7 separate regions of the Mus musculus genome follow, and regions 2, 3, 4, 5, 6 and 7 are each linked to region 1. A link is a contact called in public Hi-C, HiCAR-type, HiChIP or PLAC-seq and promoter capture Hi-C data. All regions are on one chromosome and are shown on one strand. Each heading gives the region's core, a stretch centred on a gene start, on an enhancer-like site or on the middle of the called end of the contact. The rest is flanking DNA. Distances are from core to core; before and after follow the strand shown. Region 1 holds the start of Cntln (centlein, centrosomal protein). Region 2 holds the start of Rps6 (ribosomal protein S6). Region 3 holds the start of Ccdc171 (coiled-coil domain containing 171). Region 4 overlaps Ccdc171 (coiled-coil domain containing 171). Region 5 overlaps Ccdc171 (coiled-coil domain containing 171). Region 6 overlaps Ccdc171 (coiled-coil domain containing 171). Region 7 overlaps Ccdc171 (coiled-coil domain containing 171).

Region 1 (3,293 bases), core at 519-3,018:
CATAATAGAAAATATTACATTGCTTTTCCAAAGACTCTAGGGTTAAATGAAGAAATAAGCAATGACCAGTAGGAGGCACTCACATGTATTTCAGGCTATACCAGTGAATTCCCAGTGTTAAACCCAGTAAAATACCATATATTCTTGGAATGCAATGCTTTGTTTCAAATTACTGTTGAGATGAAAGGCATTGTTTTTTGAATTAAATGGATTTAAACTCTAGCTTCTCTAATATAGTATCAGACATGGAGTGTCATGAAATTTACAATGACCTCTGAAGTCTCAGTTTCTAGTACAATGCGGATGACATCTAATTCGATATAAGTGAATTTAATTTGAAAACTATTATTGGACTCAGCAAATGTTAGATGTTCAACACGATAGTTCTTTGTAGGACAAGTTTATATGTACTTTTCCTTTTTTATTTCTATGGGTACCTATGTGTGTGGAGACCTGAGGTCCTGCGTCTCCTTCAATCATTCCCCATCTCAGTTTTTGAGACAGAGACTCTTAATGATCTTGGAGCTTGCAGATTTGGCTAGAGTAGCTGACCAGCAAGTCACAGGATCTGGCCTCTGTCTCCTAAATTCTGGGATTACAGGTCTGCCAACATCATGGCAGCCGGCTTTGGAAAACACACGTGGGCTCTGAGGGATTGAATTCATGATTTCACGGCAAGCACTGCATGGGCTGAGCCATCATGGCCCCGAGCCCTACATGCACTGGAAACATGTAATTCTCTAATACACTTTGCAGTGTTGGAAGGATGACCAGAGGCAGTCTTCGGGCATGCCGACTCAGTACAGGCAAAAATGGTTTGAAAATGGTAACTTCACGGTGGGACTCTCAATCCCTACTTCAAATCTCTTCCAAGAATTCTGTAAACTTTTCCTAGAAAACAAAACAAACAAACAAACAAACACCCCCCCCCCAACAAACCAGCAACAACAAAAAAGTAATTCTATCTTTCTGTGAAACTCAGCTCAGCGTGCGCGCGTTCACTAAGTTTAGCACTCTGGAGGAAGTGTCTTAAGGGCAAAGAAAGGTTATTGTGTTTTTGAAGTTTATAGCAAAGCAAGTGAGAAAAGACCAGAGACTAAAAAAGTGAGTCAGTCTCATTTCTTTCATCAGACTCCATTGCTGACTTTAGTTCGGTCCAAGGACACCAAGCCGTTGGGCCTTGTAGGACAAAGTTGCTCTGATATCCAGCCAAGGGATAAAGAAATTGACATAAAGACTCAAAGGAAACCATGACTCTTGCAAAACAAAAGACAAAGGGTGTAGGAAGGATCATAATTCAAGTGGGAAGCCTGCTCGATAGTCCCAGCTCAGCACAAGGCTTTCCGCGTCTCCTTGACTTCAGTCGGTTAGATGTCAGCCGCACGTAAGGCAGCGTTGCCAAGGGGTGTGAAGAAAACACTTAACTCTAAAACCTATTCCCTGATCCTCAAGGAGCTTACAACAGCGTTGGAGAGATTAGCGGGGTAACTAACACTTGAGGGCGGTCAATGAAACGTGAAAAACGAGTTGGCAGAAGCCTTGGAGGAGGAAAGAATTCACAGTTCTGGATCACTGGGGGCTGGGGGCTTGTCAGGAAGGCTTTAAGACGAGGGATGTAAAGTAGGCCCTCGGCGGAGCTAGGGCGTTAGGAGGGCGGGAAAGTCAGGCACTTCGGACTCGGGACAGTGGAGGCGCCAGCAATGAACTTGCTGGTCGAGCCTCCGCCGGCCCGGCGCGCATGCGCAGATCAGCTCAGCCGCCCGCGCTCGGAGCTGGGCCCGCGGCAAGCCCACTAGGAACCGCGATCGCCGGACCAGGCGGGAAAAGCTCCGCGCATGCGTAGGACGGCAGGCCAGGCTCCCCAGGATGGGGAAGGGAAGGTGGAGTTTTCAAGCGGGAACTTGACCCGTTAGGCGCCGCGGCCATGGCGGCGCGCTCGCCGTCTTCCTCGCCGCCTCCGCCCCCGGTGCGGCGGTCCAGCCGGCGGTCCCTGCGCGTCGGGCGCGGAGCCGAAGTGCACGCTGTGCGCAGCGAGGCCTCGGGTCTGGCGGGCGCCGCGAGGGAGGTCGTCGCGGATAAAAGCGACTTACTTTGGAGGGGCGAAGAAGGGTCAGGGGGACGGCGAGGGTCGGGGCGGGCCGGGGCCGCTGTCGCTCCTGTCGCCAGCGCGCCCGCGGGTTCCTGGTGGCCAGAGGGCCTCTCCTCGGAGGAGGCGAAGGCGACGCGATCGCAGCTGCTGGAGGAAGAGCTGAGCAGCCTAAAGGAGGAGCTGGCCCTGTGTCAGGTATCAGGACTGGCCGCCGGCCTTCCTGTCCACGGCCCCGGCCGGGGGCAGCGCCGCCCATCACCGCCGCCCGAGCTCATGCTCGCGGCCCGGGGCACCTAGTGAACCCTCCCGGGACGCGCCCTCCAGGCTCCACGCCCTGCCTCTGCCCACTGTCTGGGCTGCAGGCTCTGTCCCGCTGCAGACCCGGGTTTCGATTTTAATAGGATGCTCTCCAGAGGCTCCTTCCTCAAAGCCCAAGTTCCTGGTGCTGTCTAGTGATACCCAGTGCCCACGAGTGGAGTGCATTCGTGAATTGAAATAAACAGGACCGTGTCAGAAAAATAAAATCCACTGATGGAAATTGCCCGTTTTTAAACTTCAGACCCACACTTAACCCTTGTTCTTACCTTGTTAAACTTAAGTTCCAAACACAACCACAGTTTTTAGAAAGCCCTGGGAACGGGACTACAACCTTAGGATGCTACGTATTCATTTATTAACTTCCAGTGATCCCATAGTGAAGTACTTTCATGTGAGTGTGCCAGAGGAAAGCAGTTGTTAGAGCAGTCATCTCACATTACTTCCCAGATTAGTTTGAGGGTTTGGGGATGGTGAGCTTGCCTGTCCTTCAGTGCAGAGTATTTATTTATTTATTTATTTAGTTAGTTTATTGGTTTTGCCTTCTCACCACCATCTCCTTAGATTTGGCTCTAACCACATATAGGGTTAGGAAATAAAAATGTTGAGAATTCATTCAGTTAATTACAAGTCTTTAAGGGAAAAAAATCGCTGTATTTAAGAGACACTAATTAGGAACCGCCAACACCAGAGACAGCATCAACAGAGCAGCATTATCACGTTAGATTAGTAAAACCTTGAAACTCTCTTACGGTTCTGTTGGGTTCTCTTGCTCCGTTTTATAGGTCTTTTCTGTAAAGACAAGAGAATCGTGTGTAACTTGAATACATCATTGGTTAAGCAGATTGGGGAGCAATGATCAGACTGCACCCCTTTCAGTTACTCATTT
Region 2 (3,293 bases), core at 559-3,058, 2.0 Mb after region 1:
CCTGACTTCCATAATCTATGTCCCAGAGGTGACAAATACGAGAGCCAGTCATCAGTAAGTCCAAAACACCAGCTTAGAACCCGGTCTCTCCAAAATCCTCTCCTGCAAGTTGTCCTCTAGCCCCTACATATACATCAAGTGCTTTAAAGGATTTTCAAATGTATTAAAATGAGAATGCCTTCGTAATCTCAGAATCCTGGCCATTCCTAACCCCAAAGCCATGAACATAAAGTCTGGTAAGCCAGACTCCGGGCTGGCAAGCAAAGCTGCAGCAGTAGCACAATACACCCCCCCCCCAAATCCATTACCTTCTTTGTTTAAGGGCTTCCTGACAACATACTGGCGGACATCATCTTCTTTGGAGAGATTAAAAAGCTTGCGGATTCTACTAGCCCTTTTAGGTCCCAACCGACGAGGCACAGTAGTGTCTGTCAGTCCAGGAATATCCTTCTCTCCTTAAAGAAACAATCAAAATAGAGACATTAAATGTTTATCACTTGGGAAACAACTTCTTGGGCCAATGCCCACTACCTAGGAGGCAGATCTCTCTCAATAAACAAGCAAGCAAGCTTCAACAAAAGCCTCACCTTTCTTTACAATGACCAAGTTGAGAACACTGAGATTAGCGTCCACAATGCATCCACGAACAGACTTGCGCTTCCTCTCTCCAGTTCTCCTTGGCCTGTAACAGGAATGCCCCTTACTCAACAGCAGGCGCACTCTGCCATGGGTCAGAACACCTTGCTTCATGGGAAAACCTTGCTTGTCATTCCCACCGCTGATCCGGACCACATAACCCTGCGTTGAACATAAAATAACAACATTTTACTAGTTCAGTTCCAACCTACTAAGTGCAGGTTCTTAACCTCTTAGGTTCAACACCCGACTAGGGAGAATAACTGAGACCAATTTCAACCACTCACGTTTTGTCTCCGTTTCCAACTAAGGTAAACTAGCCATCTCTCTCCTTTTGACTTACCCTGACTACCCCGGTTTTACTAGCATGAACATGAAAGGCTTTTTTTAAGACCCTGAATTCCGTACGGCAAGCAAGAAAGAAGCATGTCCTTTCGGCCCATTTCCCCAAACTTGGTTCTATTAATGAAACTTAACCCAAAACAGCCCTTGCGCTCGCCAAGCTGGGACATGGATGCCGGTAACAACCTTACCTTCCACTCTTCACCAAGAGCATCAGCGGCTACTTCCGTGGCCATGCGCTTCTCATAGAAGGTGCGGAGCTTGCGCTCGTCATCCACCTCGATGAGCTTCTGACAGCCGGTGGCGGGGAAGGAGATGTTCAGCTACAGTTTTAAAGGGGGACAAGAGAGAACCTTAGGGACCCAAGCCGGGCCGACAACGCAGGGCGTCCGAGGCTCGGATCCCACGCCCGGCAAAGCGCCGCATCCACGGGACATTTTACAGGAGCTCTGTGGGATGCTGAGGACGCCGGGCGACCCTCAAGACCTCCGCTAGCAGAGTGGCGAGGGCTCGAGAGCCGCAAGGCTGCCAGCCGCGAGCGGGGCTTCGGGACCGCGCGTGCCGGGCCCGGAGCCGGGCGCCGCTATGGCGCTACGTCCACCGCGGCGGCGCTGCAATCGCCCGCCATCCGCTCTCCCAGAGCGTCCCAGGGCCGCCAAAACGAGTTCCCTCCCGCCTCGGATCCTTCTCCACTTAGTGCGGGACTTATGCGAGCCTGGGACCGAGGCCGTGCCGCACGCTCGGGCTCGGGCGGCCTCACTCGGCCCTGGCCGGGGACGCCTACCTTCATCTTGACACAGCCGAGCGCCTGGGAGGCGTCACGAAAAAGAGGCCCGACTTCCGCTTAACCCAGGGCACATAGCGCTCTAAGTTCTCGCGAGAACAGCCGGCGGAAGTGACTTTAGAGGGGCGTTACTTCCGGGCGTAGATTAACTAGACTATGGAGAGGCCGGTTTGCAGCGAGCTGTCATTTTAGCTTCCTGGACCTTCCTGGTGACGGGGTCTGTCGTTTATCACCGGGGTTAGCCGCTTCCAGACTGGTCTACTGAGGAGCCGAATCTCCGTTTGCGACCCTGGTTTCTAGTAGTACCTAAAATGGGAAAGCACGACCGGAATTGTCGCCCTGGCTGTCAGGTCCCTCATCCGTACAGAAGATTTCCAATCCGGGATCTTGTCCTGATCCCAGCGATTGAGTGGCTCCTGTAGTCGCCGGACCGCAGAGGCTAAGCAGTCACGTTTACCCAGCACAGACATCTATCGTATGCCTCAGAGTCTTGAGCCTCTCTGCTTTCGCTCTTCTTCTGCCAAAATTGTCCCTTTTGTGGCTGGGCTGGGGGTGACAACTCAGATTGGAAATTGAGCCTCGGGGCTCATCACTGAGCGGCACCGTCGTTGTCAGCTCTTTTTTCAAAACACAAATTAACACCATTTCCATGCTTGTTTACTGCAGTCACACACAGTTCTGTTCAAACTCGTCTTTTGTTTTTCTGAGACTGTCTTTGTATAAAACCCTGGCTGTTCTGAAAGTCTCTATGTACATCATACCCATCTGCTCACCACTGTCACCAATTTCTGTCTCTAAAATTTTGAGTAAGTCCATCATGTGATGGAATCAAATGGAAGTTGTCTTTTTATAACTGGCTGGCTTCACTGAGTGCAGTCTTCAAGTTTATATTTTTCTTCCTTTTAAAGGCGCGTGTGTGTGTGTGTGTGTGCGCGCGCGTGCGCGCGCGCGCGATCACATTTTGTGTGTTGATTTTCTTGTTGAACATTTTTGTTGCTTTATACAATATCCTTGGAAGTATGGCTGCCTGCCTCTGCCCTCAGACATCAGAAGGGGTCTGATCCCTTTGAATTGGAGTTACAGATGGTTGTCAGCTGCCATGAAGGTTCTGGGAATTGAATGCTGGTCCTCTGGAAGCCCAGCTACTAGTCTTAACCACTGAGATGTCTCTCCAGACCCTGTGACCTATTTTTAAATTTTGGATTGTTAGACCTGCCATTGGTGATGCCTGCTTCTAACCCTGGCACTATGGAAACAGGCAGGACGGCTGTCACAAGTTCTTGCCAGCTTGGACTATATAGTAAATTCCAGGGTAGGCAGAAATACACAGTGAGAGCCTGAATCAAACATGCACACAAGTGAGAGAGGGGTTGGAGGAGCTTGCATGTGATACTGAGGTATCTGAAGGCAGGCTTTCACCTTGCAGCCCAGGCTGATGTCAAACTCCACGGTGTTGCTGGGGGATGACTCCTGATCCTGGAGCTTTCACCTCTCAAGTGCTGAGATTATCATAGGCCTGTGCCACCGCAAT
Region 3 (3,293 bases), core at 588-3,087, 1.4 Mb before region 1:
CTGAGCATATTTCTCTAGCAGATCTTTCATATTTTTCTCCCCTGCACCCAAAGTTTCTATTTTGTCAAAAGTCTCATGCTTTTTTTTTCCTGTCCCAATTCGTTGTTACTTTGGTGAATCTATTACTCTACTTTCTTACACTAGACTTTACATGCTCCACAAATCGCTTCCCTGTACTCAAGGTTGACGAGCAGATCTTTTCTCTGATCCCTGTGGCATTTGTACTTTATAGCTGGTATTTTTATTACCTAGCTCCATGCTGGGCACATGTGCTGTACTCTACGCATGCTAAAGACAGAGTAAATGAACTTTGTAAGGATTCATGTCAAGCAGCTTTTCTTTAAAAAGTGTACAATGTAATAGATCAGTTATGTTTGCAATGTAACACTCCCTTCTGTGATGTTCCTAAAACACGATGAGCTGATGTGTGTGTGTGGCCCATGATTTGTAACCCCAGTGTTCCGGAGGCTATGGCAGGGGATCCAGAATTTGGGGCCTGATTGGGCTACATAGGGAATTAAAAAACCCCACCCAGACAAAACCAAGAAAGCAAAACAACAACAAAATCACTTCCCTCCAAACAAAAATCTTTCAAATAACAAAACTAAGCCGTATACAATTTAAAAAAAAACTCTCATCTTCCAGGACTGTCAGGCCACACAGAGAAACCCATGGTGGTGGTGAATGTAATCTTATTTATTGTAATTCTCCATTTGATTCCTAAGTAGAGAGGGCTACTTTTGTTTCCTTCAGTTTGTTTTCGAAGCAGTTATCTCTTCTGGCTAAAGCCTTAAGAAGCAAGGAAAACCTTTTAAAAACCAAACAACTGACCTCAAACCAATTAAAGTTTCTCAGCAGTGCAAGAACCAAAGTTTTAATCTATTTGCTCTTAGGACTGTTAACTTTCCAGAGCGAGAGCAGGCGAGAACCCCAACACCTGGTTCAGGCTGATTACAACCAACCCCGGACAAGTTTAGCATAAAAGGCTCATTTTGTATGAACACTTGTGGAAAGAAGGTAGTGGCGGCAGGGATAAAAACCTTTCATCAAAATCCTGCCATTTCGCATTGTTCTTTAGGGAATAGGCTTTCAAAAGCCAAGGAACAAAAGAGGATTTGCTTTTCCAATCCTCTGAAGCGGCTACAGGGCGAACCAAAGCTCTTTATAAATTGTGGGCGAGGAGGGGGAGGGGCTGAAATCTAGCAGAGATGGAGCTCAAGGCGAGGCTCCAAGGCCTTATTTGCCAATGAATCCGGTTCTGCATTATTTGTAATCAAAGACGCTCAGCAGCATCAGAGCACCGACCTACATTCTATCCACCCAAGCCAAAATACAAAAGAAATCGATGGGAGGAGGAGACTGCAGGAGGAGGGCGCTGAGAGTCTGCCACCTGTGCCGAAGCCCAGGCACTCTCCCTGGGGACCCTGGCATCGGCCGCGGTCCTAGCGGGTTTCTCGGGCCGAGAGCCAGCTAAGAAGACGTTTACAGAGCAGGAACAGGCTGCTGCCCTTTTCCGAGGCTGGAAATGTGCACGCCACTCGGTTGCGGGAGTTCTGAAACAAGGAGAAGGCACAGCATGCCGGCGCTGGAGCGCGCATGGGGTGGAACGCGGCCCCGAGCCACCCGTGTGCTTTGCGCACGCGTACCCCACCCCTGGCGCATGCGCAATATACCCCGCCTGCCGCGGGAGCGCGCGCGGTTGCGGGCCGGCGCTTCTCTTCCAGCGCGAGCCCGCGTTCTCTGAGTACGCGCGTATCCTGGAGCTGGGGCTCGGGCGGCGGGCGGGACGCTGGGGACGCGGAGGCGAGGGGCGGGCCTGCCGGGGCGGGGCCAGGGAGGCGGAGAAAGTCGCGGCTGCCCAGAGCCTCGTCGCGTGTTCCGGGCCCCCGGAAGTGGCCGTTGTAAACTTCACCTCGTAGACTTTCTCCATCCTGGCCCTAGAGTCCATCGGCTTTCCCCAGTTGTCACTCTTTCTCCTGAGAGTTGCCTGACCTCCCACTCACCCCGAGACCTGAAGCTGCCTGGGGGTCGTGGGTGTGCAGGCTGGACCACGCGAGTCCGAGGTAACTGCGGGCTGTGGGTGCAATGGTGACTGGCGCCCGGGACCGGGAGGTGCTGAGAGGAGACTGGGCTTGCAGAGAGGACCCGGCTGAGGGCTGCTAGCTGGTGCTGACACGCCTCCAGCTCAGCCTCCAGCCTCCAGCCTCCAGCTCAATGGCCAGGGCTCTCCGCCCACCTTGAGGAAGCCGAGCATCTTCGCTGTACTCCGAGGACCGGTGGGGACTAGAGTCCTCGGAGCTCTTTGGGATCAGTACCCAAGGATCACTTTTTTTTTTTTCGTGTTTTACCTTCATTTTATTTAAATGCCTACCACACTTTAGGCACCCTACAAACGTTTGATAAGCAAAACAATGAGTTATGCAACTTCTGCCTACCACCCACCTTGGGACTTAGAAAAGTCAGCTGTGAGTTTAAAGCTGAATTTTGCGTACAAGCACACACCCCCCCCCCTTTGACTTTTTAATCATTTACGATATTCATATTAATCAAATACATAACTTAGAGACGATATCAAACAGCTTCTAAGATTTTGCACGTTGATGTTTTATACTTTTCCTAGTATTGGAGAAATGAAACTACCGTTTTGTTATTTGTATTTATCAGTGCTTAGTAACGACCAAACTGTGATAGAGCCGGAAATGCAATCCTTTCCAGTTAAAGGCAGAGGAATGCAGGCAGTGCAGCGGGATTCTAGGGAAAGTGAAGGCGGCTGTTTTAGCTTGGAGCTTGTGTGTAAATCCTGGCTCAGCCATTTATTAGCTGTGACAGGCAAATCACCTGTCGCCTGGACCTTAGGTTCTTTATGTCAAATAAGCAGAGTGGGCTTAGTCTTTCAGGCTCCGTTTACTTTTTGTTTGTTTGAGTTTCTTTGTCTTAGGCGTGTTTTATGGACAGAATCACACATCTCCTTCACCTCTCTTCTTTTTTCAGAGATGGGATGAAAGGTGGTTGAGACTGAACAAGAATCATGGGCACAAAAGTGTTCTGCTATTTGAGCTGCACTCAGCTCTGAAGTGCCCCCTTGCCAAATGAACCGTGTAACTGCTGATAGTCCCACACAGGTGTCACGACTAATGAATGCAAAGCTGCATAGACAAAAAAAAAAAAAAAAAAAAAGTGGATTTAGTGTTAGGGAATCAAGCCCTTTCCTCTCGATGAGTAAAGAAAAAAAAAAATAGCATTTGGTTAGACACCCAAACTGAGAAGGTAGTGGAAGTGCTGTGACACAGGTT
Region 4 (3,293 bases), core at 222-2,721, 1.2 Mb before region 1:
CTCTAAGCAATGCTACCAGAGATGATTTAATTGTTAGCTTATAGGTACATACATCCCTGCCGCTGCCTAGGTGGGGGAAGTTAAGTGTCTTGATAGGGTAGAAACACATTTGAACTTACTATATTATGAGTTTTAATTGGGTCATTTATTTAGAAACAGTATCAGCACTTGACTGTACAGCCATGTGCCTAGAGAATACATTTCTGTTCATGTTTCATGTCTTTCTGGCTTTCTTACTAATTGTAATGTCTCTGTTACTGTTTGCTTAGCTTCTGAGCCTGTGTGACTTTAAGGGTGTGTTTTCATCCCATGCTTTTCTCCAGGCGTCCACAAGGACAAAGATAAGCCTCCCAGCTTCTCCGTCGTCCTTGAGACTTTGAGGCGGACCTTGACAGATTACCAGAACAAGCTGGAAGATGCATCTAATGAGGTAACACGTGGACTGTTTGGCTCCACACACGGCCTTCAGGCAGTACCAGTATGCAGCCCTTGCTTGTTACAAAGGTCAAAAAGATTGGGGATGTTGAATTGACAGCTTCACAGATACAGAAATAATAAACCCTTGTCACTGTTCTTTCTTCAAGTGTGGCCTAAAGTAGTGTCTCACTCCCATTTTGTAATTCTGTAGACACACAATGAAAGGTTCCTGTCACTTGGCCTGAGTAACTTATCTGTGCAGAGAATTTAAGTGAAACGTTCTCCATTTAAATGTCAGCATGTTTATGATCTGTGGGTGGTTGAAGAATTTAGGTTTCATTAAGAGTTTAACAGTTTCTAAACCACAGAAATCTTAATAAAAAACGGAAATTAATTTTCGTGCTCCAAAGGGAGTTTAGTGTTGTTAGAAGTTTTTAAAAACAAATATCTGTTTGATGTAGACTGAAAGCTGTTAATTTGCAGATTAAAAAGCTCAGGCTTCTGGTTGTCATCTCATTTGTATTGTTTAATATGTGAGTCAGTAATTTTCTTGGGTATTAAAATATTTTATGAATTTATGCTTTAAAAATTGAAGAGTTTGTCTAGATACTTCTTGTCAAATTAGCATAGGTAGTAACTACATTAGTTAGCAAAACAACAGATCTTTGTATAGCCATCGACAAGCCCCATAGCTTAGAGTTAATCTCTTTGCTTTATGTAACTCAAAACCTGCAGATTCACTTGTGTACTCCATTGGCAGAGGCTTATTTTATTTTAGGTATGCAGGGGGGGGGGGCAAAAAAGAATTAGTCTGTTTTCTAAAACACCTTCTGTAATTGTTCACAAGAGAAAAGTGAGCATTAAAATAACTAAATTCTTTGAAGAACAGACATTTGTAAGTCTTCCTGGAGAGACGAGAGAACCTGGATTGTTAGTAGTTTTGAAGTTCTTCTGAGGCCTAGGCCTGGCCGCTGCGGAGTAACTAGGAGCAGGACCCACAGCGAATTGTTATTTGGGAGGATGAATGTCACATGATCCTCAGCACAGTTGAAAAGTCGACTCAGCAGGCTTTGGCTTAGTAATGTGCTTTGTTGTGAACCAGTGCCAGAGACAGCAGTGGGGAGACCAAGGGGGTGGCCGCAAAGAAAGCAAGAAGAGCAGCCTGACAGAAAGAAGAATGAACTGTCAAAGAAAATAAATCACAGGCGGAGCGGGACCAACTGATGACCTGCCACAGCCTTCCCAGTAGGACTGCCTGTGACTGACCCCGAAGCTGTCATGCGGAGTGAGGGACCAGTGAATACCCTCTTGATGTAAAGCAGCAGCCCCCCTCCCCCGCACTGTTCCCCCTAACTGTTCTCGCGTCTTCCCTTATAGTTGCCACAGCTTCTGGCATTCGGTCCAGTAGGATTTTAAGAATAAAGCTATGTTTACAGTAAGAACGCAATTCTTTTATCTAGATAGCGGGCAGAGTAGGAACATCCCTGGCGTTTTAAGGCTGAATGCTCTCTTTGCAGCCAGGTGAGCATGTGACAGAAACTGCACAGCCTTTAACCAGAACAGAAGTGTTGTAGACTCAACCACTGTTGAAATAGTTATGCCTAAGTAATCGCATAGCAAGCATTTGGACATTAGCTTTTGGGTCACTCCTTCTTGAAGAAATGTCAAAAAGCTATTTTTCTTTCATCAGCTAAACAACATAAATGATGCCAAGGAAAAGACATCCAACGAACTCGATTCCACCAAACAAAAGATTGAGACTCACATTAAAAATACAAAGGTATTGCAGTTCATGGTAACTTTTTCCCCTTTGCTAAGAGACAAATATATTATGAAGGGATTATTTTAGAGATACCAGAAAATAAAGCTTCCATTTTCAAAGTATTTTTGAGCATTCAAAAAAAATTTTTTTTTACGTTTTTTGTTGATCAAGTGTTAAAGGAAGCCTTGGTCTCCCTGATGAGATTATGATATTACAGACTAAAGCGCTTAGCGACTGACTGTCCTGCCTTAGATGAGTATTGAGCACATGTCACGCAAGCACGTGTGCTGGGAGTGGCAGTTTCTTTTCTGGGTGGAGCCATTGTTTGTAGTACATCCTAGCTGCTTAATGGGTTGAGACCACAGTTGGCTAAGGCTCAGGAAAATAGTTGATTTTATTTTCTGTGTTAGTTTTGGCTATAGAGTTGCAAAATTTGAGTTTCCCAGTATTCGTTGAACCTGAGTTTCTAATGGACTGTTTGATAGCAGAGTTTAGTAGAAATTTAGGTCTTATTGTTCGGATTTTTTATTTTTATCAGTATTAGTATTTAGAATGTCATATGGAGAGTATATGTCCTTATATTAAAGGTAAAGAGATTTATGGTTTTCCGTGTTACTTAAGTGTTATAAAAGTTTTAATTTTTCTTTTTTCTTTTTAAAGTATCCTTTTAAAGTAATTGAAAGGAAAACTTATTTTAAATAACTTTTTGGAATAAGCAGTTTTAATAAAGTATATGTTTAAACATTACAAATTTTCTAATTTTGGTTGCAAATGTTCTACTTGGAAAATAGATTCTGTAAAATACCCTAAGTGTTTAGCATCATAAACAAACAGTGATCATTTTATACTAGAGTTTGACGGTTTTCACCGTGTATTTATGGGTGTGCCTCTCACCTTCTGCCATCCCGCTGGTCTCTTTCCTTGGTGTTTCTGACAGGAGCTGCAGGATAAGCTGACGGAGGTCCATAAGGAGCTCAGTCACTTGCGCGCTAAGTGCGCAGACCGCGAGGCTCTGATCACCTCGTTGAAGGTGGAGTTGCAGAACGTGCTGCACTGCTGGGAGAAGGAGAAGGCCTGTGCCGCCCAGTGTGAGAGCGAGCTGCAGAAGCTGTCG
Region 5 (3,293 bases), core at 237-2,736, 1.1 Mb before region 1:
CTTTGGGTCTCAGCATCTGTCTCAGTCAGCTGTTGGGTGGTGCCATTCAGAGGACAGTTATGCTAGGCTCCTGTCTGCAAGTATAATAGTGTGTCACTAATAGTGTTAGGGATTGGTTCTTGCCTGTGAGATGAGTCTCAATTTGGGCCAGTCATTGGTTGGCTAGTCCCTCTAAGACAGATGTCTTAAAAAATGGAAGATGTATTTGATGTCTTGCTTGGTCTCATTTCCAGTAACTCTCTCCCATGCCCCCTGCAAGGTCATTGTGAGTGGAGCTAGTTTCCTGATTTCTTTCTAACCTTGTTTTCATTTTTTTGGTTTGTTTGTAGGAAAACTTTTTTTTTTAATTGTTGATTTTATGACCTGTTAGTTTGATAAATGTGTTTATGAAGTGTATGCGTTTTCTGTGGGGTCTTTGGGGTTTTTAACATCTAGGATCATATTGTCAGCAAGTACGTTTCCTGTTTCTGTATCCTTTTATTTCTTTCTCTTGCCTTATTGCTTTCACTAAGACATCAAATACTGACAAGCTAGAGTAAAACTTCTGGGGTGATGGCTCTCCCAACCAGTGAAAGGAGAGAGGCCATGAGAAACTAAAAGGCATGATCTATTGCTCTTCCCAAGTGCAAGGTTTCATTGTAAAATTCCTAAACTAGTTTCTGTCCACTGCTGCAGTGAGCAGCTAGGAAGTGCAGGACCCCTTCTCTGGCTGCCTGTAGTATTCATATCCCCACCTTAAGCTTTCTTTTTGGGTAGTGCTAGCTGGTGCATCTGTGGGTCTTCCTAGGACTTTGTTTTTCTTTTTCTTGTAGCCCAGCTATAGGAATTCCCTTCCTTCCCAGCTGTTTGCTTATGGCTCCAAATTATGGTGTGTGTGTGTGTGTGTGTGTTTTTTTTTTTCTTTTATTAATCTACAACTCAGTCTTTCTGGGTTTTTACCTGCTGTGTTTCTTTCCTTTCCATGCTCTCTGCCATTAATAGTTAGGTTTCCCTTGCTGTAATAGAACACCACGTCCAACAACAATTTGCAGGGAAAGGGGCTGGGCTTTCACATTCTGGCCAGTCTGTTATGGAGGCCCGACAGGAACTGAAGCAGAGGCCATGGAGGAACACTCTTACTTGTTTCTTCTCCTTGGCTTGTTCACTTCCTACAGCTAACGGGGCTCTCCCACTCCAGTCATTGACTAACAACGTAGGTAGTCTCTCAGTCGAGGTTCCCTACTCTCAGATGGCTCTATTTTGTGTCAAGTGGATGAAAAAAGCTTAGCTAGCACACTGCCTGTCTTAAGTTTTACTTCTCAACTTACCCACGGTAACCAGAGGAAGGAGGCTCAGATGAATGGTTTCCAGACTAGTTTGCCTTCTGGTCATGCCTGTGGTGCCTCATCTTAATTGGTAATTGACACAGGAGGGCTCAGCTAACCACAGGCAGCATTGTTCCAGAACGGGTGGTCTTGGGCTGTATAAGTGCTAGCTAAGCACAAGCCACAAGCCAGGAAGCAGCATTCTTCCATGGTTCCTGCTGTACTTCCTGGGTTAGAGGTAATACTGCATGGAACAAGAAGACCTGCCGGCCATGGCTTGAAATGAAAAACCAATAAACCATTCCCTCCCTAAATTGCTTTGGGTTAGAGTGATGTGTCAGAACAAAGTGAAAGCAGACTCTACCACCTCTCCCTGTAGCCTGGCACCATTTAGCCAAGGCTGTGTTGTCTTCTATGTCTAACGTTTGGCAGATTCATCAGACTCTTCTCCACAGAGCTTTTCCCATTAGGCAGCTCCACCAGTGTGTATCAGGATTCCAATCGTCACGTTCTTGCCAACACTGGTTATATCCAATAATAAAAAGTTCATTCTACCGGGCATGAAATGGTATCTCACTGTGGCTTTGGTTTGCATTTCAGTTGTGGTCAATCATGCTGTACACCTTTTCTTCTGATTATGAAATACCTACTGAATTTTTCTCTTTCATTAGCTTAATTACCTTTTCATTTTTTGTAAAAGACAGAACTTGATGTAGTCCAGGCTGGACTTAATCTCACATATACCTAAGGCTGGCCTGGTACTCCTGATTTTTCTGTCCTCACCTCCAAAGTGCTGGAGTGGTGTGCATGCCAGTAGAATGGAGTGCTAGAAGCCAGTAATCTCCTGGTATCCCTGTATCAGTTTTTGAAAACACAATTTGGTTGATATCCCTGGAAGGCCTGCTCTTTTCTGAGGTGTGGTGAAGGCAGGGCTAGATCTGGAGGGAGTGGGGGGAAAAGAGAGGCTGAGGGGAGAGGAAACTGCATTTGGGATGTAATATATAAAAGAAGAAAAGGAAAAAGTTCTAAAAATTTTTTCCATCAAAATATGAAATATATATATTTAATAAAAACCTAAGGCAAATAGCAATAGGTCAGCATAATGCTACTGAGCATATCACAATTGTTGGCTACAACTGCTGGTCCAAAACTCAACCCATATAGCTTAGGCCAACTTCTTTTCAAAAGAATATGAAAACTATTCAAGAGTAAAAATTGTGTTTTCAAAAATTTTCATTTCTTCCAACACTAATTTAAATTTCTACATACAGCTTCATGTCATATTAAATTTATTTCTAAGTATTTTATTTTTTGTGATGCCATTATAAATGGAATTTGTTCTTGAATTCACTTTAATTCTCAATTTTTGACATGGCATCTGATTTTGTTGTTGACACAACATATTCTATTTAGAAACATAACGTATTCTAAAACATGACTGAATTAGTTCTAATAGAGGTGTGTGTGTGTGTGTGTGTGTGTGTGTGTATGTGTGTGTTACTTGGGTAAATTGACATCCTTTATGGTACATGTTCCTTTGAATATTCAGTGGTTCATTTTGCTAGCATTGTCTGAGGGTTCTACATATATATACAATATACACAATGTATATTGATCTTACGGCAGTTGTCAGGCTGGGATCAGACCAGTAATGAATGAGTTAAGAAGTGTTTCTCCATTTCAGTCTCTGAAGAATTTGACTGGTGGTCTCTGGGTGTTCACCAGCAAAGCTCCCTGACTCTAGACTTCTGGTTTTTGGAAGTTTTTTTGCTCATTAATTTTCTTCAAAGGTCTAATCAAAATTTATGTTTCTTTATGAATTAATTTAGATCATTTTTGAATTAAAATTTTATTTTATTTAACTGGTCTTGTTTGTTAACACGCAATTATTTATTCTCTTAGAATTTTTCTTATTTCTGTAGCATGGGTAGTAATGATCCCATTTTTTATTCCCGATTTTAGTAATTTAACAATTTTTTTTCTTGGCCA
Region 6 (3,293 bases), core at 253-2,752, 1.1 Mb before region 1:
ATAATTAAATTAATTAACTAAAAATGAATCACTAAGCAATTTGAAGTATGTAAAAGATCTTATATGCCTTTAGTAAGAGGGAAAAGGGATATAGTTGTTATCGTAGCACAATCAATGAAGTAGATAGAATTCAAGACTGGCTTTTGAGATTATATCTATCTGTCTGTCTGTCTATCTATGTATCTATCTATGTGACCATGTATGTATGTGTGTCTGTCTGTCTGTCTTTTGTTGTTTGTTTTTTGAGACATGGTTTCTGTGTGTCTGTCTGTGACTATGTATGTATGTGTGTGTTTGTGTCTGTCTGTCTTTTTTTGTTGTTTGTTTGTTTTTTGAGACATGGTTTCTCTGTGTGTGTCTGTCTGTCTGTCTTTTTTGTTGTTTGTTTTTTGAGACATGGTTTCTCTGTGTGTGTGTCTGTGTCTGTCTGTCTGTCTTTTTTTGTCATTTGTTTGTTTGTTTTTTGAGACATGGTTTCTGTGTGTGTCTGTCTTTTTTTGTTGTTTGTTTGTTTTTTGAGACATGGTTCCTCTGTGTATCCCTGGTTATTCTGGACCAGCCTACCCCAGAACTCAGTAATCTCCCACCTTTGGCTCCCAGGTTCTAGGATGAAAGGCATGCACCACCACTGCCCAATTTGAGATTATTATTTAATCCATGGACCTGTGACTGATTTTTATATCCCAATTTATATTAAAACAGGGACTTTAAAAAGTGAATGCCTTCTAGAAAAAAATAGTTCTATTTTTCTAATTTTATTTCAAAAAATTTGGTAGTTAGAAATGTGCTTTAGATTCTCTTTCTGGAAGAGAGTAACTTTGTGACCAGTGGGCACGTTTCTATGGAAATTCCACATTATCTGCATTGAAAAGGCCTCTTAGTCACTTGGTGCTGAGTCTTTTTGTTCCCTTAGGGAGCAGAGCCAGCAGCAGGTGAGACTCCTCTCTGGCTGCTCTGTGAGTCAATCCCCTCCATCACCCACAGGCTCACCCACAGGCTCACCCAGCCTCAGCAGCACCTTTCTCAGCCAACATCCCCCTACCCTTGTGTCCTCTCTCCCTTGCTACCCCTCACGGCAGCTTCTTTTCAGCATTGCTATTTCTTTTGCTCATGCTGGTGCTAGTTATTCATATACTCTCAGCTTGATGGTTTTACTCTCTTTATCCATCAAGATAAAAGAAATCCTACACAATCCTTTTTCAAGATTTTTTTCTAAAAACTTTCTATAGCCATTTGAAGAACATTTTTAGAGACCTTTCCAAGTTTCAGTATAGTTTAAAAGTGGGGGAATCTTCCAGAATTGTAGGGGAGCTACTTGCGATGCAGTGTCTGTGATTTGTCCCGGGCCACTGTATCTCGGTGGCACCGGAAACTTTCAACTTTTAACGAATTATAAGTATTTCACGTGCAAGTCAAGCGAAGCACGCTAGCAGAGTGCTTGCACAGCGTCAGGATTAGTGGGGCCGAGGCTCTAAAGGACAAACTGCCTGCGGGCCTGAAAGTGCTCAAGTTTCAAACACTCAAAGGCTTTATTAGCGAATGTGGGATGTGGCCCTCTGCTCACTGTATGCCAGGCCTCCTGGGGGCAGGCTGGTACTCAGTGCCCCTTGAGTTAAAGATGTCCCTGTGCTGGCACTGTCGTGAGTTGCACCTACATGGAACTGTCCCCCCTCCATGCCCACATTAGCAATCTGCTTTTGTACTTTGACATCCAGGAATCCCCTAGTGCATTTTGTCACAGAAAAAAGAGAATCATCAATACCACAGTTAAACCTGACTTTCAAAGCTAATAGTATCTCATTTGGGGGCTCAAATTTAATAAATTTTCTTTGATTCTGGGTGAGTTTTTAAACATCAAACAATGAATTGGCCAGGGTGCAGTAAAATATTTAGATCTATTGACTATGGTTCAGAAGGGTAGAAGGCAAAACACCAGTGGTTTGATGTTGATAAATTCTCAGTACCTTAATCCACATTAATGTTTTCTTTTATCTGAGCGATCACTGGTGACAGAAAAGGAAGGAGGAAGGTACACATACCCAAGAAAGTTACAGCTGGAAGCAGTGCTACTTGTAAAATATAGTTTACTTTGTGCAGTTGAGTTTTCATCCCAACAGAAGACTGGAAACTACTGTTAGAAATACAGCACACACCATGAATGAGATCTGCAGGGAGCACGAAGTGCCCACGCTTCTGTGAGACATTCCCGGCCATGTTTGCTGCACTTCCTCTCACGGTCACTGCCTAATAGGAAAACTCAGGACTAGCCTGCGAAGACAGGGACTTGTACTTACACCCATATATCAGCACGAACAATTTAAGATGTCTTTGTTTATGGGTGTTTGCTGGCTTAAGAAAAAAACCCTACAGTATATGACAATCCGTGAGATGTCTGTGTTTTACATCTAACTGATTTTGTATAGTAGTAAATATTTCCAATAGTTTTACAGGTTGCCCAAGTAGAATAGAAAAAGAGACAGTTTATTTATTTCGCTGACTAACTGAATGATTGACTGATTGATTGATCAACTGATTGAGCCAGGGTCTAGCTGTATAGTCCAGGTTGATCTTCAACTTGCTGTGTATCCCAGGCTGGCCTGGCACCTGTGACTTCATGCCTCAGCATGCGTGTGCTGGGATTACAGGGCTGAGTTACAGTGTTAGAGCTGGGATGTTCCATAGAACAAGACATATAAGTGGATTCATTTGACGGTTAGTCTTATTTTATATACTCAACACCATTCTTGATGTGTGCTTCTGTGCTTCTTCATAAAAACTCTGTCATGTGGCTGTTAGATTCTGTGTGTATGTGTGTGTATGATCTTTGTATGTTTGTGTGTGTGAAAGAGATCTCTGTGTGTTTGCATGTGCACATGTGTTTGCACAGGGGCCTAGAAGCCAGAGGGTGAAATTAGCATCTTCTTTTGCCCCCCCCCCAAAAAAAAAACCCCTGCACTTTCTGGGTTGGAATCTCTCACTGAACTCAGAGCTCTGGATTGGTTGAACTGAGTGGCCAGAGACTCCCAGGACTCCACCGTTCCCACCTCCAGCATGTGCCTAGTTTTGGAACAGGTGCTGGGGACCTAAACTCAGGCTCTTATGCTTGCATGGTTAGCTCTTTAATCACTGAGCCAAATCCCAAAACGGTGTAAGGTAGTTTTATAGTATTTGTTAAATATATGATAGCAAAAAAAAAAAAAAAAAAAAAAAAAAAAAAAGATTTAAAAACCTACCGAAACCCACGAAATGTTAGAAAATGTTTCTGTATAAAAATGGAGAGGAGCCTGGGGAAA
Region 7 (3,293 bases), core at 457-2,956, 1.1 Mb before region 1:
AAATGTAATCAGACTCCAGTGACTAGGGCTTTCATATTGATAGTTTTACAATGGCCTCTGGGGTTGAAAGTTTAAATGTTATAGAATATAATAGCGCTGTAGAAAACAAGCTGGCAATTTATTTGCGTTAATGTTACCAGCACAGCCACTTAATGGTATGTGACTCTGGCATCCTGAATTGTCTTCCTCTTAGTAGTATGATCTGTTGGCAGGTGGCAGATTCACATGGCTGCCACCACTGCAAGAACATTCTCCACAGCACTGTGGTATAGACACACCAAGATGAAGGTCCCTGCCCTGAGCCAAGCCACACTCTCTTTTAATAACAGAGCTGCTTAATTTGGGTGAATTCACTTGAATCATGTGAAAGTAATAGACACAACACTATGCACCAAGCCACAAAAAAGTTAAAAAATTTTTCCTGAACTTTAAAAAAAAAAAAAAGAATGATTTTCTCTGGACGAGCTTAAGAGTCGACATCCTGTGCTGGAGTTCTCTAATCATCACCAGCACAATTTACAATCAGAACACACAGAGAGCCAGTTCAGACCAGCTCATCTGTTGATCTTGGCAATGGCCCTTCATCTCACTGTGTACAGCTGCCACTTAAGAGTGGGGGGGGGGACTCAGCGGAGAGTTGGGGGCGGGCTGCGAGGCTGGTCAAGGCAGGAGCACACAGACCTGCTTCATCTCAGTGGTCTTTCGTATTTTACTGCCCTCCACCCCTTTTTTTTTTTTAAACTCAAAATTAAATACGGACCTCTCCTGAACCACTGCGCTCCAGGCATAAGAAATTGTAATGTCTGGCTTCCAGAAACTGTCCCGTCAAAATGTGCTTCTGATTAGGTGGCTTAATTACAGCTGTGAAAACAATGTTGATTTAGGCCGCAAGATTCCAGGGCATGTCAGCTGCTATTAGCTAACCTTGGACTGAATCCACCATTTTAAAACTCTGTGCCACTAAACTCACCCTGCCTGACAACTTTTTATTTAGGTGGAAAAGTTGCCAAAAGCAGTACATTTTAATCAACGTATTGTTCAACACACAATTTCATTTGTATCACCATTAATGACTCTATCAAGAACAAGGAAACTCCATTTGTTCAAACCAGTAAGTCCTGAGTAGTATTTTTGAGGGGCAACTGACACAAGAATTACTTTTAACTCCTTTAATTCAGTTTTATTTTAATTCTAGCATGTTGGTTTAACCACCCAACTTTATTACACCTAAATTTTCCTGACAGTTTCATTTGCTGTTAGGAAATAAAATTGCAATTTTTTTTTTCAGCATGGGAAATAATGGCTAGTTTTTAAAATGTTATGGTGGAAGCGTCCCTTGCCTGAAGCGTGTTCAGACCCAAACTCAGTTTACTTTTGGAAGGAAACGGACCTCATTAAATGGTTTTTTAATATTTTAATATCGCCTAAGTATTTTTCCATGGTGAGAAGGCTGATTAGACCTGTCTGTTTCCACCTGCAGGGGAGCTAGAGGTTGTAATTATTTGATGGCTCTGGTGCTCTGGCCTTTTCAATACAATTGATGCAGATACCGTGAATAGCTATGTATTTGAGGTCATTCCAATTTCTTTCACTATTGGACATGAAAACTTACTCTTATGTGACATGAATGACAATATCACAGAACAACAGTTGAAAAAAGTCAGTAATTAAAAGAAAGCAGTGCACTGAAGGCAGAAGCATGACAGGAAGTACAAAAGGCATTAAGTCTCATAATCATCTCATGAGAACTTTTCCTTGAAAATCCTTTTCAGTGAATGATGAGCGAGCTAACTCAGCATTTGTTCAAGTTGTAGTAGGAGTTCATACATAGGTAGTGTTTGGTAGAAGTGGATGAGCATATAGGTAATATGTGTGTTTTGAAAGAAAGTGTTGGACTCCTGATTCAAGACAGAGTTGAAATCAGTCGTCTTGTAAGTATCCAATAACAACCCAGAACATCTTCAAACTACCAGATTTTTTTGGAGGCATGCTCTACATCTGTCTTTAGTTCATCTATCATTTGAGTTAATCTTCATGTCAAACTTATAAAGTAAATTTATAAAACTTGTAAAAGAAATTTATAAAACTTACAAAGGAAAAAGAGAGGGTATACAATATGCCCAAGATGACAGAGTCTAGGCCAGAGCTACTGACCATTTGCATACAACCCATACCCTAAAGATATGACTAGATATTCTTTCTGAAAAAAAATTCAGGAGATGCAACAGAGAGAAAACATCAGGCACGACAAGGTCACATTGTCATTTAAGGGACAAGTGCATTTAAATCTGAATAAAAGTTTTATAGCTTTCCGTGTCTAAAAACCCCCCAGCTAATTTCCCCCCTTTCAGCATGAAGCGGCTGTGTATAGAGCCTGGCACATTCTCTAGCCCTGCAGTTATGATCTTTTACCTAGAACAAAAGGGCTTCCTCCTTCTCTTTTGAAGCTGCTTTTATGCAAGAGGAATTCAAGGTGTATCCTTCCATGTTAGGCTGGTTTGAAGTTTCAAATTTCTTGCGTTTGTTCTTATGGTTCTGTGTTCTCGGAGAAATTGCGAAGAAATAGCTGTCTTCGTTTTTGCAGAACTTTGGCTTAGGGCATCCTTTGATAGAAGCTGAACGCGGCTCATTCTTTTGGTTATCCCTTTATTCTCAGTGTTTGCCTGACACAGATGAGAACGATGCCCCCACTAAGATAAAGGGCAGTGAAGGTTGGGGTCTTCAGTCCATCATTTAGTTCTTTGGAATTCTAGTTGAAAATAATGGATTTGGTGGAAAATGTGCCATATAGATTGTATGCAGTATAGATTTATTTTCCTCACAATAAAAATGATTATTTCAATATAGCTCTGCTAAACCTTTCTGGTGTCTTGGGATTCACTTTGAAAAGGTGTCTTATTAAGTAACACTGGGTATGATAGATTGTTCTGATTAAAATTATGCATATCTTTATTGGTTTTGACTTTTCTTGGTAATATGACATTTTTTCTTTAAGCAAGTATAAGAATAAAAGTGTTTTGAAGGATAAGTATATTTCTTCCTATGTAGGTATCTTACTCAATTTTTTTGTGGTTGTATAATACTTTTGCTCTGTAGTAATCTTTTTTTTTTTTTTAAATACCATGGTTTCACATATTTATGTTTTCTGGACTTTTTTTTTCAAAATCCTCAAATTCTTTAAAATATTCTATTTTTCCTAGCAGGTTAAAATGTAATATACACACAGAGTAACTTATTATATTATTTTCTGATATGGGATTATGGATGCTTTTACTTTTCAGAGTAGGATATTT

The links. Promoter capture Hi-C pulls out the DNA fragments that hold promoters and counts their contacts. Hi-C and Micro-C count contacts between places; a contact is called where the count stands out from the background. HiCAR-type assays count read pairs that join an accessible place to other places. HiChIP or PLAC-seq counts read pairs in DNA pulled down with a chosen protein or histone mark.
Region 2: a contact with region 1 is called in a HiCAR-type map of astrocytes, with 4 times the contacts expected there. The contact joins the promoter of Rps6 here to the promoter of Cntln in region 1. A contact is called at or near these places in 2 of 115 datasets of contacts at active chromatin or transcription factors (astrocytes and large pre-B cells).
Region 3: a contact with region 1 is called in a HiCAR-type map of astrocytes, with 2.6 times the contacts expected there. The contact joins the promoter of Ccdc171 here to the promoter of Cntln in region 1. A contact is called at or near these places in 2 of 115 datasets of contacts at active chromatin or transcription factors (astrocytes and large pre-B cells).
Region 4: a contact with region 1 is called in a Hi-C map of uterus, with 4 times the contacts expected there. The contact joins the enhancer-like site here to the promoter of Cntln in region 1. A contact is called at or near these places in 3 of 39 promoter capture datasets (cranial neural crest, hippocampal neurons and second pharyngeal arch cranial neural crest), 1 of 484 Hi-C or Micro-C datasets (uterus), 1 of 115 datasets of contacts at active chromatin or transcription factors (astrocytes) and 1 of 9 other capture datasets (embryonic stem cells).
Region 5: a promoter capture Hi-C map of stem cell-derived epiblast-like cells shows a contact between it and region 1, with 6 times the contacts expected there. The contact joins the enhancer-like site here to the promoter of Cntln in region 1. A contact is called at or near these places in 4 of 39 promoter capture datasets (cranial neural crest, embryonic stem cells, maxillary cranial neural crest and 1 more), 1 of 15 datasets of contacts at CTCF or cohesin (the NIH/3T3 cell line) and 3 of 115 datasets of contacts at active chromatin or transcription factors (embryonic stem cells, forebrain and neural tube).
Region 6: a contact with region 1 is called in an H3K4me3 HiChIP or PLAC-seq map of embryonic limb bud, with 7 times the contacts expected there. The contact joins the enhancer-like site here to the promoter of Cntln in region 1. A contact is called at or near these places in 6 of 39 promoter capture datasets (the 3T3-L1 cell line, cranial neural crest, frontonasal cranial neural crest and 3 more), 4 of 484 Hi-C or Micro-C datasets (the C2C12 cell line, cerebellum, cortical neurons and 1 more), 8 of 115 datasets of contacts at active chromatin or transcription factors (the NIH/3T3 cell line, astrocytes, embryonic limb bud and 3 more) and 3 of 9 other capture datasets (embryonic stem cells, embryonic tail and embryonic trunk).
Region 7: a HiCAR-type map of fibro-adipogenic progenitors shows a contact between it and region 1, with 4 times the contacts expected there. The contact joins the enhancer-like site here to the promoter of Cntln in region 1. A contact is called at or near these places in 6 of 39 promoter capture datasets (cranial neural crest, embryonic stem cells, liver and 2 more) and 5 of 115 datasets of contacts at active chromatin or transcription factors (the NIH/3T3 cell line, embryonic forebrain, embryonic stem cells and 2 more).

The regions. Positions count from the first base shown.
Region 1 is chr4:84,882,541-84,885,833 of GRCm38.p6, forward strand. It overlaps Cntln (centlein, centrosomal protein), which reads left to right and starts at 1,769. Exons shown (of 26, transcript NM_175275.4): 1 at 1,769-2,284. The coding sequence starts at 1,925.
Region 2 is chr4:86,855,559-86,858,851 of GRCm38.p6, forward strand. Rps6 (ribosomal protein S6) reads right to left here and starts at 1,809. Exons shown (of 5, transcript NM_009096.3): 1 at 1,763-1,809; 2 at 1,170-1,301; 3 at 588-798; 4 at 309-455. The coding sequence starts at 1,768.
Region 3 is chr4:83,523,708-83,527,000 of GRCm38.p6, forward strand. Ccdc171 (coiled-coil domain containing 171) reads left to right here and starts at 1,838. Exons shown (of 26, transcript NM_001355378.1): 1 at 1,838-2,063.
Region 4 is chr4:83,655,205-83,658,497 of GRCm38.p6, forward strand. Ccdc171 (coiled-coil domain containing 171) reads left to right here. Exons shown (of 26, transcript NM_001355378.1): 12 at 324-430; 13 at 2,108-2,197; 14 at 3,117-3,293. Among named protein-coding and RNA genes, the nearest start is that of Gm25899, 130 kb to the left of the region's middle. Within about 2 kb of position 1,472, at least 65 of the 459 cell types and tissues checked have an H3K27ac peak or open chromatin away from gene starts, as enhancers often do. A contact at or near this core is called in uterus, where this site is marked.
Region 5 is chr4:83,768,100-83,771,392 of GRCm38.p6, forward strand. The region is part of intron 23 of Ccdc171 (coiled-coil domain containing 171); the gene reads left to right. Among named protein-coding and RNA genes, the nearest start is that of Gm42309, 72 kb to the right of the region's middle. Within about 2 kb of position 1,487, at least 3 of the 459 cell types and tissues checked have an H3K27ac peak or open chromatin away from gene starts, as enhancers often do.
Region 6 is chr4:83,790,514-83,793,806 of GRCm38.p6, forward strand. The region is part of intron 23 of Ccdc171 (coiled-coil domain containing 171); the gene reads left to right. Among named protein-coding and RNA genes, the nearest start is that of Gm42309, 50 kb to the right of the region's middle. Within about 2 kb of position 1,503, at least 6 of the 459 cell types and tissues checked have an H3K27ac peak or open chromatin away from gene starts, as enhancers often do. A contact at or near this core is called in embryonic limb bud, where this site is marked.
Region 7 is chr4:83,830,840-83,834,132 of GRCm38.p6, forward strand. The region is part of intron 25 of Ccdc171 (coiled-coil domain containing 171); the gene reads left to right. The region is part of intron 2 of Gm42309 (a long non-coding RNA gene); the gene reads right to left. Among named protein-coding and RNA genes, the nearest start is that of Gm42309, 9.6 kb to the right of the region's middle. Within about 2 kb of position 1,707, at least 55 of the 459 cell types and tissues checked have an H3K27ac peak or open chromatin away from gene starts, as enhancers often do. A contact at or near this core is called in fibro-adipogenic progenitors, where this site is marked.